Regions from separate parts of the Mus musculus genome. Here region 2 is linked to region 1. Evidence: chromatin contacts called from public promoter capture Hi-C data. All regions are on one chromosome and are shown on one strand. The core of a region is the stretch at or near the end of the contact, and the rest is flanking DNA. Distances in the headings are between cores, read along the strand shown. Region 1 holds the start of Ift57 (intraflagellar transport 57). Region 2 has its middle 20 kb from the start of Dubr.

Region 1 (2,700 bases), core at 192-2,691:
GGAGTGGGCGGGGGACTTTTAGGATAGCATTGGAAATGTAAATGAAATAAATACCTAATTAAAACAAAAGAAATTTAAAAAAAGTTTACAGAAAAGCTGTCTGTCTCAAAGTAGTAGTTGAGGACTGATATAGAAGGTTGTCCTCTGACCTCCACCTGTGAGGCGTGCAATTACCCAGTTATCCTTGGATTTCTCATCTCCATTTTATTTTCTACATAAATCAGTAGTTTTATGTGTGTCTTTTATTTGATGAATAGCAATGTTTTTCATTTGGATACCTTTATTAGCATTAGAAACAAGGCTGATTAGAAAGAAAAACTCTTCCTTTTATCACAAGGATTTTTACAAATATGATTCAGATTTTAATTATGTCAAAAATATGATCCTGCTACATTATTTAGGGTGTGATATAAGCTGTTGATGACCCCTTAACAGGCACAGGGTTAATCAGACAAATGTTACACCTCTTGCTTCTGAGTTATCTTAAGAAGTAGCTAGGCAACTTCTCTTCGCTTCACTTCTTATCTTTAACTACAAGAAAGATTGCCTGATGCAGTACTTTATTGTAAGGATAAGTCACATCCCTGGTCAGTTATGTCTCCATGTGTTTTCTAGGTCAATACGTGCTGACATAATAGCAGAAATGTTCTTATCTAAATGTAAGTGCTACAATGCAGCACTTCCTTTCCAGATACTATATTTTGTGGGATTTCATTAGTACTCAAGAATTTAAATCTGCATGGGCTCGGAACAGATTGAGGCCAATGTGTGTGTGGTATAAATCTTTTCCCAAGCTGCCCTCTTCCAAGCAACCGCTTTCCTAATGGAGTGAGATAAGATCATTGTAAGACTTTAAGTCTTATTTAGAATATACTCGTAAGTCTAGCACTATCTAATAAGCAATTAAGTTAAGAAATAGACTAGCAGTCTTGCGGGTGGAATTTCTGAGGTAATGTGAACCTAAGGACAGCGAGTTTCACCACAACTTCCCACTTTGAGAAAATAAAACAAGAATCACTGAGCAAGCATAACCTCCAACACTCTGTTCTGCTTCGTTTCAGTCCTTTGAATTGCTACCTCGATGACCAGATGTCTGTTCATTCAGCAGCCCTGAGCAGAATACCAGATCCTGTGCTCCTCTTGGCTGTACTCAGCATGCAGCGCTAAATAGCTGGGGACCCTACGCCTTTAAGGCGCGCGGGAGAGGCGGAAGAGGTGGGGGACGATGCGCCACGCCCATAGGGCGGAGCTACCCCCTAGGCCAGGGACCAGCATGGCGTGACGTCACGTAAGAATCCAGCTTTGATTGGTGAAAATTTAGAGAGGCCGGCTGGGAGCGAAGGAGGCGGGTCTGGTTGCCGTGGTGACCGGCTGCCCTGCGGTTGCCTGGTAACGGTGGGGACTGTGCGGTCTGTGGGGTGCGGGCGGCGAAGGCTGCAGAGATCCTGGCCGGAGCCCAGCCGGGCGCTGGGGGTCTGAGCAGGGATGGCCGCCGCGGCCGCGGTGATCCCGCCGTCGGGCTTGGACGATGGGGTGTCTCGGGCTCGCGGGGAAGGCGCAGGGGAGGCTGTGGTGGAGCGCGGGCCAGGAGCGGCCTACCACATGTTCGTGGTGATGGAAGACTTAGTGGAGAAGCTGAAGCTGCTCCGCTACGAGGAGGAGCTACTCCGAAAGAGCAATCTGAAGCCCCCGTCCAGGTGCGTGCCTTGCCCCCAGCGCCGGGTGCTGGCTGGACCCCAGGGGGACGCTCCCCCTTAGGTGAGGCGAAGACCCCGCGCGGGGGTCCTTACATCCCTTCCTCTGGCTTCTGTGCTCAGGAAGGAAACTTCCGCACTGTGGAAGGTGTAGTTTTTCAGACTTGATCATTTTGTGGAGAAAGTAAACAAGTTTTGTAATGGCAGGGAGGACTGGGGAAGACAGTCTGCCCATTTTTCAAAACAGTCACGCACCGTCTACCAAACACAAATCTTGTTTTAAATATAATAAAATACCCAAAGTAGAAAGGGTAGAAAAACCTATCTCTAGCGATGAGCGCCCTTATCATTTAGATCTCTTTCTAGTTTATGTTTTCCTTTGCTAGACTTTGTAAACTAACAACTGTGAATACTTAGGACATTTCTGAGCAGCACTTGTTATGTAGTAAGTAAACTTGTGGGCTAATTACTATGGTTCAAACGACTTAGTGCTTTTGCAACAATACTCTTAGAAAATGGGAAGTGGAGAAGGCAAATGAAATAAGTGTTTGGAATGGCCCTCAATATAGGACCTAAAGTTCCCGCTTGCGGTAGTGGGGAAAGTTTGGAATATCCCCAAGGCAGAGCCTATAGTTGTCAAGAGTGATAGACAAAAGTCCCTCCTGTAATCATGGTAGCTTAGTGATAACTGTGTTCTATTGCTTTTTTTTCCCTCTAAATCCCGTGTTTGTTTTATTCTGTAAGAAGAAATTAAAGAGTTATTTATCGTACTTTCTTTTCCATCAATGGGACACATATCATTTCTCTTGGCAGTTTTAAGCTCTTACCCTCTTCCAGACAGGTCTGGAAGAATTCTTGTATAAAATCTGCCCACAATGCCAAGTTAGTCTGTAAAAGGAGAAAAATTAGAGAAGAAAGATCATCTTGATCCTGATCCATAATAGAAGTTTCTAGATTGGGATTATTATTTAAAATAAATTGGTCATAGTAATATAGATGGCCAACA
Region 2 (2,700 bases), core at 191-2,690, 1.1 Mb after region 1:
CACAGGTTTTAGCTATGAGAGAAAGGTCAGTTTGCATTTCATAGGCCAACCTTCAAATATTTCCATTTTTATTTTTCTATAGGGCTAAAAGCATTGCCCACCCGAAATGCAGACATTAATGCCAAAATACCTTGTTGATTCCAACACCTATATGCTGCTGTGTGTGCTCCCACTGTGTGTAGGTTTGCTATGGGCTGACCTCAGGAAGGAGTGTGGCAGTAAGCAAGGAATGAACAAGCAAACCAGTAAATAGCTGGCATAGTTTTTGTCCTCTGAGAGTGAAGAGTTTTGCTGAAGAGGCATAATCTTATCAAAAATAAACAAATAAATGAAAGGCAATTTAATAGAGACAGTTTAAACATCAGCTCTTTTTTTTTTTGTAGTTGTTGTTAGTTCAGAATTTAAAAAGAAAGTAGGACCAGAGCCAAGCAGCCAGTTCTAAAGTGACGTCCTTAAACTTTAGAAGTTTCCTTGGCGCAGCAAAAACATTCCAGGAAGTAAAGCGGTTATAAATAGTTTCGGATCATTGTGGAAATGTACTGGGAACCTGGCAGAAAATGAATCAGTCGGGCTTTCCACAAGACCCACCTCAAATGAAGATCCCAATGCAAAGTGGCAGGAAGCCGTCTAGGGATGCCGCGACTAGGGATGATGGGCCGGTGGCGATGGGGTTCCAGGCATGAGAAAGAGACTCAGTCTGAAGTGCTCTCAGGCTGGATCAACTCTAAGGAAGGAGAGCATTAACAGAAGTTTTCCTAACAGAAGAAGAAAGGCTCCGGAAGACACCATTTCTAGCAAGGCAGGCTTTCTCTCACAAGCACTGAAGATGTTTCTGTCTGGGGTAAGGGCTTCAGCGTAGGCAAGCAGGTATAACGAGCACCATTGCATTTGGGTGGATGGGGGGGATAAACAAAGGTATTTCTGGAGAAATTTGCAGTATTTTTTTTACATTCCCATCTCCAATATGTCTCATTGTGAGCTATGGATGGACTGTGATGTCCAGTTTAAATAGGAAGTCCCCATAAAGCACGCCGTGGAGATTTTAGTGCCACGAGAACGGCTTCCTTTGTATCTTTAATTTTATGTGTATGGGTGTTTTTCCTGCACACGTATCTGTGCACCACGTGTATTCAGTGATCAGAAGGTATCAGATCCCTTGGAACTAGAATTACAGACGGTTGTTAGCTGTCAAGTGAACGCTGGGAATTGAACCCCTGCCCTCCGCGGGAGCAGTCAGCATCAATGCTCACACCCAGAGAGCATTTCTCCAGCTTTGCCCGCTCCGTCCTCCATCCGTCCTTTCTATCTCTGAAGGTAGAGTGACTGACAAAAATAGCCATGTTCCCTTTTATACCTTGGATGGATGCTTGTGAAATCATGTTCCTGTTTGACGCGTGAGATGGGAAAATTACAGAACTCCAGAAGGGGGTGTGGAAAGGGGCAAAGAGAAGAACTCTGCAGTAATGGAGTTTGCCTCATGGCTCTGCCGTTGTTTACCTCGTTTCCTGGGCTCTGGGGACTTCTGGACCAGAGAGCTAAGACATACTTTCCCTGGAAAATGCTGGGACTTTATTAGGCTGGAAATAATAACAATAAAGCAAAAGTAAAACTTCCTATTGAAGTTTCTTTTGAGCATTGATGAAAAAAATATTAGACCAGTGGTATGATGGGCAACTTATCAGTTCTGACTTCTAGGGAAAGTTTAAGTCAAAGAAAACCTCTCCAAAAGAGGGACACTGAAGTTCTGAGAGTTTTCTTTCCCAAGGTCAAAGGGTGAAATAGTTTGCAGCTCCGAGAACTTGTGATTTCCTTCCTGCTTCTTTTTATCTCTATCAACCCTGCATTCCACTGCTTTGCCGTTGATGGCCCTTCCTCCCCACACCTTCTGCAGTAGGGACTTTCCATTCAGTCTGGTGGCAGCGGTTCTGGCAACAGCTCTTGCACTTGTGTGGCAAGCTTTTAAATTCCCATGCTTTTGAGCAGCTGCAGTCAAGCTGACATGAGTCAGTGGGAGGGGCTTAGGGGAACCTCCAGGGAGCAGTAACTTTTTGACAGTCTCACAAACAGAACATTTTAAGTCTAATGACTCTAAAAGCTCTCCCTGTACATGCAAAAGCAACTGCAGTTTTCCCAAAGTCTACTGTTTTTTTTTTTTCTTTTCTTCTTCTTCTTTGTCTTCTTTTTTTCTTTTGGTCCCCAGAAAGAATCAGGTTTCTGCCTATAGCAAGACACATTCTTCAAGGATTAACTGTGACCTCATAGCTAAAGTGGATACAAAATAAAATCTGGAGACAACTGGAAAGTGAGAAGGGGTGGCAGGGAGACATTTGGGAATACAGAAGTGCCAAGCTCTGGCTTTTGCAGGCAGGCCTATTGCCTAAATAGGGAAGGCAAGTTATTATTTTTCTCTTCTTCTACTCTTACTGTACTCACATAGGTGATTTTCAGTGTGGGTTCCTTTCCTAAGGCCTCAAGGGTCCCAGATGGCTTGTTAGAGGATGAACGTCTTCACCTCAGGCTCCTTCATCGAGTACCGAGAGCAGGCAGTGCCCTTGTCTGAGGCCACTGCATCGAGTACCTAACTGCTGATATTTGACCCTAGAAGAAGGTCAACTTGGTCAGCCTATTATTAAGAGAAAAACAAGGATAGCAATGGATCACAGACCCCTTCGGGGAACTAGAAAATGACCTCCACTTCTC

What was found. Promoter capture Hi-C pulls out the DNA fragments that hold promoters and counts their contacts.
Region 2: a contact with region 1 is called in a promoter capture Hi-C map of liver, with 5 times the contacts expected there. The contact joins the enhancer-like site here to the promoter of Ift57 in region 1. A contact is called at or near these places in 8 of 39 promoter capture datasets (the 3T3-L1 cell line, 3T3-L1-derived adipocytes, the C10 cell line and 3 more), 1 of 484 Hi-C or Micro-C datasets (muscle stem cells), 2 of 115 datasets of contacts at active chromatin or transcription factors (the 230-238 cell line and fibro-adipogenic progenitors) and 1 of 9 other capture datasets (embryonic stem cells).

Annotation. Positions count from the first base shown.
Region 1 is chr16:49,697,853-49,700,552 of GRCm38.p6, forward strand. Ift57 (intraflagellar transport 57) reads left to right here and starts at 1,442. Exons shown (of 11, transcript NM_028680.3): 1 at 1,442-1,697. The coding sequence starts at 1,486.
Region 2 is chr16:50,751,886-50,754,585 of GRCm38.p6, forward strand. No RefSeq gene overlaps it. Among named protein-coding and RNA genes, the nearest start is that of Dubr, 20 kb to the left of the region's middle. Within about 2 kb of position 1,441, at least 101 of the 459 cell types and tissues checked have an H3K27ac peak or open chromatin away from gene starts, as enhancers often do. A contact at or near this core is called in liver and muscle stem cells, where this site is marked.